Linked DNA regions of Mus musculus: region 2 is linked to region 1. Evidence: chromatin contacts called from public HiChIP or PLAC-seq data. All regions are on one chromosome and are shown on one strand. The core of a region is the stretch at or near the end of the contact, and the rest is flanking DNA. Distances in the headings are between cores, read along the strand shown. Region 1 overlaps Hs6st1 (heparan sulfate 6-O-sulfotransferase 1). Region 2 overlaps Uggt1 (UDP-glucose glycoprotein glucosyltransferase 1).

The links. HiChIP or PLAC-seq counts read pairs in DNA pulled down with a chosen protein or histone mark.
Region 2: an HNF4G HiChIP or PLAC-seq map of pancreatic cancer cells shows a contact between it and region 1. The contact joins two enhancer-like sites. A contact is called at or near these places in 2 of 115 datasets of contacts at active chromatin or transcription factors (embryonic stem cells and pancreatic cancer cells) and 3 of 9 other capture datasets (adipose tissue, liver and pancreatic islet).

The regions. Positions count from the first base shown.
Region 1 is chr1:36,094,115-36,098,405 of GRCm38.p6, reverse strand. All of the region lies in intron 1 of Hs6st1 (heparan sulfate 6-O-sulfotransferase 1), which reads right to left. Among named protein-coding and RNA genes, the nearest start is that of Hs6st1, 28 kb to the right of the region's middle. Within about 2 kb of position 2,510, at least 67 of the 459 cell types and tissues checked have an H3K27ac peak or open chromatin away from gene starts, as enhancers often do. A contact at or near this core is called in pancreatic cancer cells, where this site is marked.
Region 2 is chr1:36,157,988-36,162,278 of GRCm38.p6, reverse strand. Uggt1 (UDP-glucose glycoprotein glucosyltransferase 1) reads left to right here. Exons shown (of 41, transcript NM_198899.2): 30 at 1-74; 31 at 518-603; 32 at 2,253-2,337; 33 at 4,083-4,171. Among named protein-coding and RNA genes, the nearest start is that of Mir6897, 16 kb to the right of the region's middle. Within about 2 kb of position 1,843, at least 87 of the 459 cell types and tissues checked have an H3K27ac peak or open chromatin away from gene starts, as enhancers often do. A contact at or near this core is called in pancreatic cancer cells, where this site is marked.

The DNA.
Region 1 (4,291 bases), core at 1,261-3,760:
TGTGAGTGGCTGCCCAGCAGCAACCGCTTGGACCCTTGAAGAGCTCCAGCCTAGGTTGACTTTTTATAGATAGCAGGAAAGGCAATGGAGACAGAAGTTATGCTTGTATGTACCCTCAAGATGATAGCATCTGAGGGGCAAGAAACCCTGGAGGTGACTTGCAGCTCGTTATGGTTGGGTGACTAAGTCTGGTCATCACAGTGTCCCTGGAGGCACTTTTCTTTGTCCTTTTCTCCTCCAGCTGCCTGGGGTGTGGATGTTACTGCTGAGCGAGTATCTGCAGTCAACTTGGACCGTAAGCAGAAGCTCCACTTTCTGGCCAAGGAAAGGCAGCAGGAAGAGCAAGGGTCTCTGGGGTCTCCATGGCTGCACTCTGACTGTGGCCAGCCTGTCTGGCTCCTTTTCAAAGGGAGGGACATAGGCTTCTACCCTGCCTTTGTGTCTGATCTAGCTCACCTGCTCAGGCCCACACACTGAGAACCTTATACAATGTCAGGGTAGGCTCCTGGTTCAGGGCTATAGGGCCCCGGGGTATCAGGGTATCAGCAATAGTCACATTTATCAATCTGGTGAGCCAGAAGGCCAGGTAAATGCATGCATTTAGCCTGTGTGCCTGGACAACTTGACAGCTGCCCAACTCATAGCCTGGGGTGGCAGTGCTTGTAACTCAGCTCTGAGCAAACCCAACCACCACCACCACCACCACCACAACCACCACCACAACAACAACCACAACCACCACCACCACAACAACCACAACCACCACCACCACCACAACAACAACCACAACCACAACCACCACAACAACCACAACCACCACCACAACAACAACCACAACCACCACCACCACCACCACCACCAACACCACCACCACCACCACAACAACAACCACAACCACCACCACCACAACAACAACAACCACAACCACAACCACCACCACCACAACAACCACAACCACCACCACAACAACCACAACCACCACCACCACCACCACCACCACCACCACCACCACCACCACCACCACCACAACAACAACCACAACCACCACCACCACTACCACCACCACCACAACAACCACAAAAACCAACTGAATCCACCACAGGTCATTTCTGCTAAGGTGTATTAATTATAAGTCAGAGAGAGCCACGTGAAGGAGACTGAGCCAGCCCTGAAGGGCAAATGCTGCCTCCCAGGTGAGTGACTTTAAACAGAAACTGGTGCTGCCCACCAAGAGCATACAGCCTGGACACCTCTGCCATGCTGTGAGCTCTTGGACAGGTTCCCCCCACCCCATCCTAAAGTCCAAGGGTAGATAGCCACGGGCAGGAATCCTAATAGCTTCTTGTTAGAAGAAGATGCCTGGTGCTTGGGACCCTCCCTCCCAGTGCCCTTGTTACCTGGGAAAATCAGATGGAGCGCGGTGGATGGAGCAAAGGCTGAGGAGTGAGTCCCACTCACTGACACTGCCTCTGTAGGGTGAGTGAGGGCAGAGTACTCATTCCTGCCCTAGTATTCAAGACTCTTTAGGTACAGTCCCCAACCCCTACAGCTCTGACTGGGAAATGGGCAGACAGCAGAGCAAGAGGTCCCAGGGCTAACCTGACAGGAAGGATCTACATGTGACAACAATGACAGATGGACAGGTCTGTTGATCACTCAGCCCTCCAGTTTGCATCTGTTAAACAGACGGACAGAAAATATCTACTTAGGCCTATGAAGAGTTGGTGGCGTGGCATCTATTAAAGAACACTACTAGGATGGGGGGTGGAGGTGGGGGAGGGGGGAAACACATAAAGGAACACATAATCTTATCCCAGTGAGATGGGAGGCAGAGACAGGTGAGCCCTTGAAACAGCTCACTGGCTGGCTAGCCTAGAAGGACCAGGTATGGCTGAGTAGTTTCAAAACATCAAACTATTTAAAACCACCAAAGTGAGAAAGTACATCCTTACCGAGCGAGCTGTAGGAAACCCTGATACCCCCGAGGCTGGCAGCACCTAGTGGCTTAGTGGGAGTGTGAAAACCTTTGCTCACTTTATAAATGAGGCTGGCTGCTTTACCAAGAGGCCTTACTGCCAAAGAGCCACACCCACAGAGAAACTGAGCTATTGTGTGGGTATCTGGACTGCGTCCATGAAGGTCCCTAAAGTCTCTCTTCTCCTTAGGACAAGGCAGGGAGTCTCAGTCCCACCCTCGGAGAAGTGCAAGCTATTTCAAAGTTCCTAGAGCCCTGCAGAGCCCACGAGGCGCAGACAAAGCCCAGGAGAGCTCAGGGCTGCCCCCTGGCCCAGCTTGTGTGCTGATTGGGCATGTCAAGGCACAGGGGATGCCCCTTCCCCACGGCACACTTCCTGGTTGCCTGATGGAACAAGCCCAACCCTTCATTATGAGATACCCACCCCAAGCTCACTACCTGGAACAAGAGGACTGGCCTCGACCTGGGACACTAGGCCCATGAATAGTTTTAACCTGGCTCATATCAGTAGGGCTGGTAATGGCTCAAGGGCGGTTCTGGGAGAGCCCCGCCCAGGGAGAGGCTGTAGTAGGAGGGCATATCAATGCCTTCAAGCAGGGCAGAGCATAAAGTCAGATCTACCAGCTACCAGCTCTCTTGAGGGAAGAGGGGATGAGTGGCTGGGTTTAGGGGCTCTCACTTACTGTGACACCCTAAACAGTGTTCTGCTTGCATCCTCCAACATATGGGTGGGGCCTCGTCCTGGCATCTCTGAGGCATCTAGGCAGGGTTCCAGTGAGTGGGACTCTCTAGTGAGAAGAGAGGCTGCCTGGGGCGTCGTGCCAGGGAAGAGGGGAGTAGGAGAGGCCTGCTGTAACTCATTCATAGTTCACGCCCACCTGCCTGGTACTTTCTGGCTCCTGATGCTGGGCAGGCAAGATGTGGCTTCTGCCTGCATGCATTCATACTTTGAGGTCAAGAGAAGGTGACAGAACTCCGTTTCTTTGCTGGGTGTATGCAGGAAGGTGGGCACGGACCTGCTCACTCAGCCTGAGACCTGCCTCCAGAGCTGGGTTTCTCCCTGTTGGAGCTGAGAGCTGGGGACAGGGGAGGAAGGGCAACTGGCTCTTTTGGTCTCCTCGCCTCTGTGGGGGTGGGTGCTTCGAACTCACACTGTTCTTTCTCACATCTTCATGGTCTGCAACTGATTTACCCTTTTCCCCCACAAATACCAGGCCAAAGAGGGGAAACAGAGGCCTCTGACGGGGTGGGGTGGCTGTGCTGGGCTCTGCCAGTGTGTGCAGAACATGTAGTTGACTGGGCCAAGGCACCCACAACCAATCTCCATCTGCTCCCGCCACTGACCAGGCTGCGCCCAGCTCTGGTTACCTGTGCCAGGAACTTTGGTATCTACACACAACCATAACCACACAAAGCAACATGCAGTGTGCCACGGCTTGCCAGGAACATCCCTGCCAGGATTGGAAGTGCACAGGGATTATAAGCCAGAGTCAATGACATACTGTATTTGGAGGTTACATGGCAGTTGGGAGACATAGGCTGGGGCCTGTTAGTGCCCTGGGTAGATTTTTCTTTGCTTTCCTTGTATTTTTCCATTTTTTTAATAACCAAAGAAACAAACAAACAAAAAAGTATACAATCTGAAGTGACTCCAGAAAGTTGGCCTCTAATACACACACACACACACACACACACACACACACACACACACCACCTCCACCAAATATACACACATACAATGAATTAAATGTACAAAATAGATACTATGTCCAACAATGGTAGGTTACTCTGTATCTTAGGAAGTCCAGAAAGGGTCTAAAGACCAAGTAGGGTGTTCTGGGACACCCTCCAGGCCCAACTTGTTGCAAAAAAGATGGTGGCTGGCTCTTTCCGCCATCCTGAACAACAGCTTGTCCATAGTTCTCTGACAGGCAGCCACCACAAGCAGTCTCTCCTCAAAAGAAGGCTGACATCTACATACCACACCCCTACCCACCTCACACTAGACTACTTTCCCCCAAAGAAATCAGTCTTGCCAGCCATTCTAGAAGAACCACTCTGTGACCAAATCAGCTGCAACATCCCAACTTCTATCAGCCTGTAATCTGTTGATCCAGCTTCATTCCCAGGGAAGGTGTTGGCAAATTTTGGTTGATATAATGGGAAAGCTGTCACCTGTAATGACCCCAGGGCCTGGGGGCTACTGGGCTCTCTAGTGTCAGGTATCCTTCTCCACCACACCTGACACTTTGGCTCCCCGGTGACCGCTCTTCTCCATACCTCCAGGAGAGTGGGAAGCCTGCCGGGTGCTTGCTG
Region 2 (4,291 bases), core at 594-3,093, 65 kb before region 1:
CTCGAGGACTACAGTTCACTTTAGGAACTTCAGCCAACCCAACAATTGTGGACACAATTGTGATGGCCAATCTGGTAAGTAATCAGTTTATCGATAGTACAACTTCCGTGATGGTTATTTAGACACTGTAATTTATGACAGAACAGTTAGCATTCTGAACCTTGGTGTGAAATAGAACTAACAATGGACTGCTGTGTAAAGTCCCTGCTTGCTCTCCGTGGAGCACTGCAGGCGCCACTGCACTGCCCTGCTGAGGCTCTTTGCCTCTTAGCTTATTGGTTGGTAGTTTTTTGGTTTGGTTTGTTTTACTTACCTCTGGTTTGTTAATTATCTTTTAAACTTTCTTTAATTATCATGGTAATAAGACCCTGAGTTCAGTACCTAGTTCATGAGAGGGGATGGGGTAGATAGGCTGTCATATACACATACATGATCTGCATGTAAATGAAAATGTAAGCATTCATTAGAAACATTTAAATGTAAAGAGACCTGAGCCTGTACTCTGTTTGTGTCCTAGGGATATTTTCAGCTCAAAGCCAATCCGGGAGCCTGGATTCTGAGACTGAGGAAGGGGCGCTCAGATGACATTTATAGGATCTACAGGTAGGACAAGGAGACGGCTTCATTGTAGAGACTGAGCTTTAATTGCGCATTATCTGGGCTTACCCCAGGCATCGTGCGTTATAGTCGAGTTCATGATAAAGCCAAGCTTCTCAGAAGAGTAAGTGTGGGAGAAGTTGTAGGGGATGGGTTGGTTAGCAAGGGGTCTAAGTGCTGATCAGAGCGAGGTCTGTTCTCCATTGCTTTCCCTGTCAGCTCTTATCAGAAGGATGCAGATAGCAGGCAGGAGCTCTGACCACTTGATGAGAGCTGACTGGAAACAGCAGGGTCGGTCCTGTTCAGTACGCTGATGGGAGGTGTTTATCATGACCCCGGCTGTTTTGTACATGCACAGAACACATGAGCTTTGACTGTGTAGTCTGACTGTCGGTCCTGGTCCCTGGGCTGCAGTTGTGTAGGCGTACTCCTACACCAGCCTGTCAGTGACAGGAATTGTCTTAAAGTTCAAACGAACCCCAGAACACCATTTTAAAAATGTGGTCTCTATCCTGTTTAACACAGTTTAAACTCGTCCTTAGTTCTGTGCCAGTTTGTGTAGGGAATGGTTTTCATTATGGTTTCTGTGAACAGCCTAATGTGTGTATTTGCTTTGGCTTCATGGCCTTTTACTTGACATGGAGAAGCAGTGTGGTTTAGTGGGTTTGGTTTTGGTTTTTCTCTCACCCACGCTTGAACTGGACTCAAGTGAGTCTTCTGCCTTAGTCTCCTGTAGCTGAGACCTCAGGCGTGTGCCTCCATACCTAGCTTGTGCAGATTTCTTATTCAATAACTTAGAATTTTGTGCTATAGTAATGTCCTTATTGTAAATAGTAGGCTTTTCCCTGATTCAGTTATTTTCCCAAGAAGGCTTCACAGAATGTTTCTTCTATGGGCCCTGTCCATCTTCTTCCTTGCCTGGGGCTGTGGTGCCGTCCTCTCTGCTGTCTAGGGTTCCTGTCTTCCGAGGCTTCCCAAATGGACAGCCTGTGATTCTGGAATCTTCTGTGCGCCAGCTTTCTCCTCTCCTTTTGCTGCCTGCTGAGTGACAGCACATGCAGTGGCTTCCTCACATTGCTGCCTGGAGAGTGAGATGAGGAGGAAGCGAGTACTCACAGTCGTCCTGCTCTGCCTTGTGGGCCTCGGACCAGAGCGGCTGCACTGTGGGCTTCCTACCAGACACAGAATTGAGTCTGTGCTCTAAACTTGGCTGGTTGTGCCGCCTCTCACACTGTAGCCTAGGCTGGCTTTGATCGCAGTTGATCTCCCTGCTGCTTCCTGTTGGGGTTACAGGTGTGAGTCACCACACTCTGCCAAGAGTTAAACAGCAGAAGCGGCTCCAGGGATGGGCCTGAGTGTGCAGACTGTGAGCGGACAAGCTTTGTCATGATCTGACCAGTGCTTGTCCTGCCTGAGAGCCCATTGATGTTTGCCTGCTGTAGGAAGGAAGTCAGCTCACGTCCCTAGCCTAGAGATGGAGATTTCCAGGAACACTTCTTTGTCCTGTAAAGGTGTTTCTTTCAGACTGTGAGGAAACTGTTGGTTTTAAAAAGTGTTTCTACAATGAAGATGGGCAAGCACAGCCCATCTTGTTGTCTGAGTATTTACCGCATTTTGGGATTGTGATTTCTTTCTCTGTCTTACTTGTCTCTAAGCCATGATGGTACAGATTCCCCTCCTGATGCAAACGACGTTGTTGTCATCCTCAATAACTTCAAGAGCAAGATCATCAAAGTGAAGGTGAGTCTGCTCGGCTTTGTCAGGGAACAGACAGCAGTCCCCCCCTGTGGCCGTGGCCAGCCACTGTCAGGGAACAGACAGCAGTCCCCCCCTGTGGCCGTGGCCAGCCACTGTCAGGGAACAGACAGCAGTCCCCCCGTGGCAGCCGCTGTCGGAGGTACTAACACTTGTGACCGTGCTAGGAGAGCCCTCTCGCGGTAGTTCATTAAGACACTGTTTTAATGTTCTGTTTTGTGTTAATTACTGTTGTGATTTTTACCTTGCCTAACTTACCAATTAAGCATTAGTACAAATAGAGTGAACAAAGCTGTAATATGTATACAGGGTTCTCTACTCTTAGAGTTCATGCATCCAGTAGGGGCTTGGAATGTCTCCATTAGATGAAGTAGGACTGCTGCATTTGGAAGTCATTTTGGTATTCCATTTGGAAGTGGCTTTTGGTTGGTTGGTTGGCTTTTGGATTTTGTTGTTGTTTGTTTTAATAGTTCTAGGGATGCTGCTTAAGAAAAATGTCTTAGTGAAGATAAGATTCTAGCTTTCTTCAGCCAACAGATTGTCACTTTTGGTAATCTCAGAGTCCCATTTTGTGCAAAATGTCCCCACAGAGACTTTGTGTACTCCCCTCTCCATTCTGATTGAGACAGGGTCTCACTATTTAGCCCTGAAGCCCTGATTGACCTGGGACTTGCTATGTAGACCAGGTTGGCCTCGAACTCACAGATATGTTTGACTGCCTCCCAAGTATCAGGATTAAAGGCATTGCACCTGGCTCAGCTTTGCCATGTTTTTTTTTTTAAGTTTTATTTATTTATACACATGTAAATGTGTTTATGTGAATATATGACACTCGTATACCTGTGAAGGGCACAAGAGAGCATTGGTATCTCTTAGAAATGGAGTTACAGGTTGTTGTGAACTATTCAGTATAGTTGCTGGGAACTGAACTCAGGTCCTCTGGGGGAGCTGTATGAGTGTGCTCTGAACCACTGAGCTATCTCTCCAGCTCTGGCTTGGGCGCTTTCATACCCACAATTCATAGAGTTAGTATTTTAGTCTCAGAAGACTGTGGGAAATTCCACTGGCAATTCAACAGTAAGATTATAGTTTTTATAGGCAGGATGGTGCACACCTGTAGTCTCAGAACTGGGGAGTTAGAGGCAGGAGGATCAGGAATTTAAGGTCAGCCTAGACTGCATAGTGAGTTTGAGGCCATCTTGAATGATATGAGACACTGCCTACAAAACCAAACACAGAATACAAACAGGTGATTTTATTTAGTCTTTTCTTACTCTCTTTCTCTTCAGCATTTTGAAATCCTAAAGTAAAATGATTGTAGGATAAGTAACTGTTACACATGGTAAAACCTAAAGTCAGCCATTGCGAGGCTGAACAGGAGGGTGATTGCTGCAGGGAATCTTTTGTGGTAGAAGTCCTGAGCATGGACCACCTGATGCGCCTCTCTCAATGGTTCCTGTGGGCCGCATTCTTCCCTTGAAGTTGTCAGCTAGAGAAGTTGTCTTCTGGGTTACTCCCTCTGTTTCTATGAGCTTGGTCTTTGGCTCTTTGTACAATTCAAAGAGATGGCTGGCTTGCCCCTGAAGGCTTTAACGTGAGTGTTCTGATGAACGCACTGCCACAGTCCTGAGAGTCTGGGTGGGGTCCCCTTTAGGAGAATTGGTTGATTGTTTCCTGTTGCCAGTGCACTTCAGGTTTGCGCCTGTCAGACCTGTCACATACAATTGCAGGTTCAGAAGAAGGCAGACATGGCTAATGAAGACTTGCTGAGTGATGGGACAAATGAGAACGAGTCTGGATTCTGGGACTCATTCAAGTGGTAAGTCGGCATCATGGTGAACAGCTTACATGTACAGGGAGGGCCAGAGGTGTGAACCATGCATCCTTTGCAATATGGTAATTTTTTCTGGGCTTCCAAACCACTTCATGCAGCTAGATT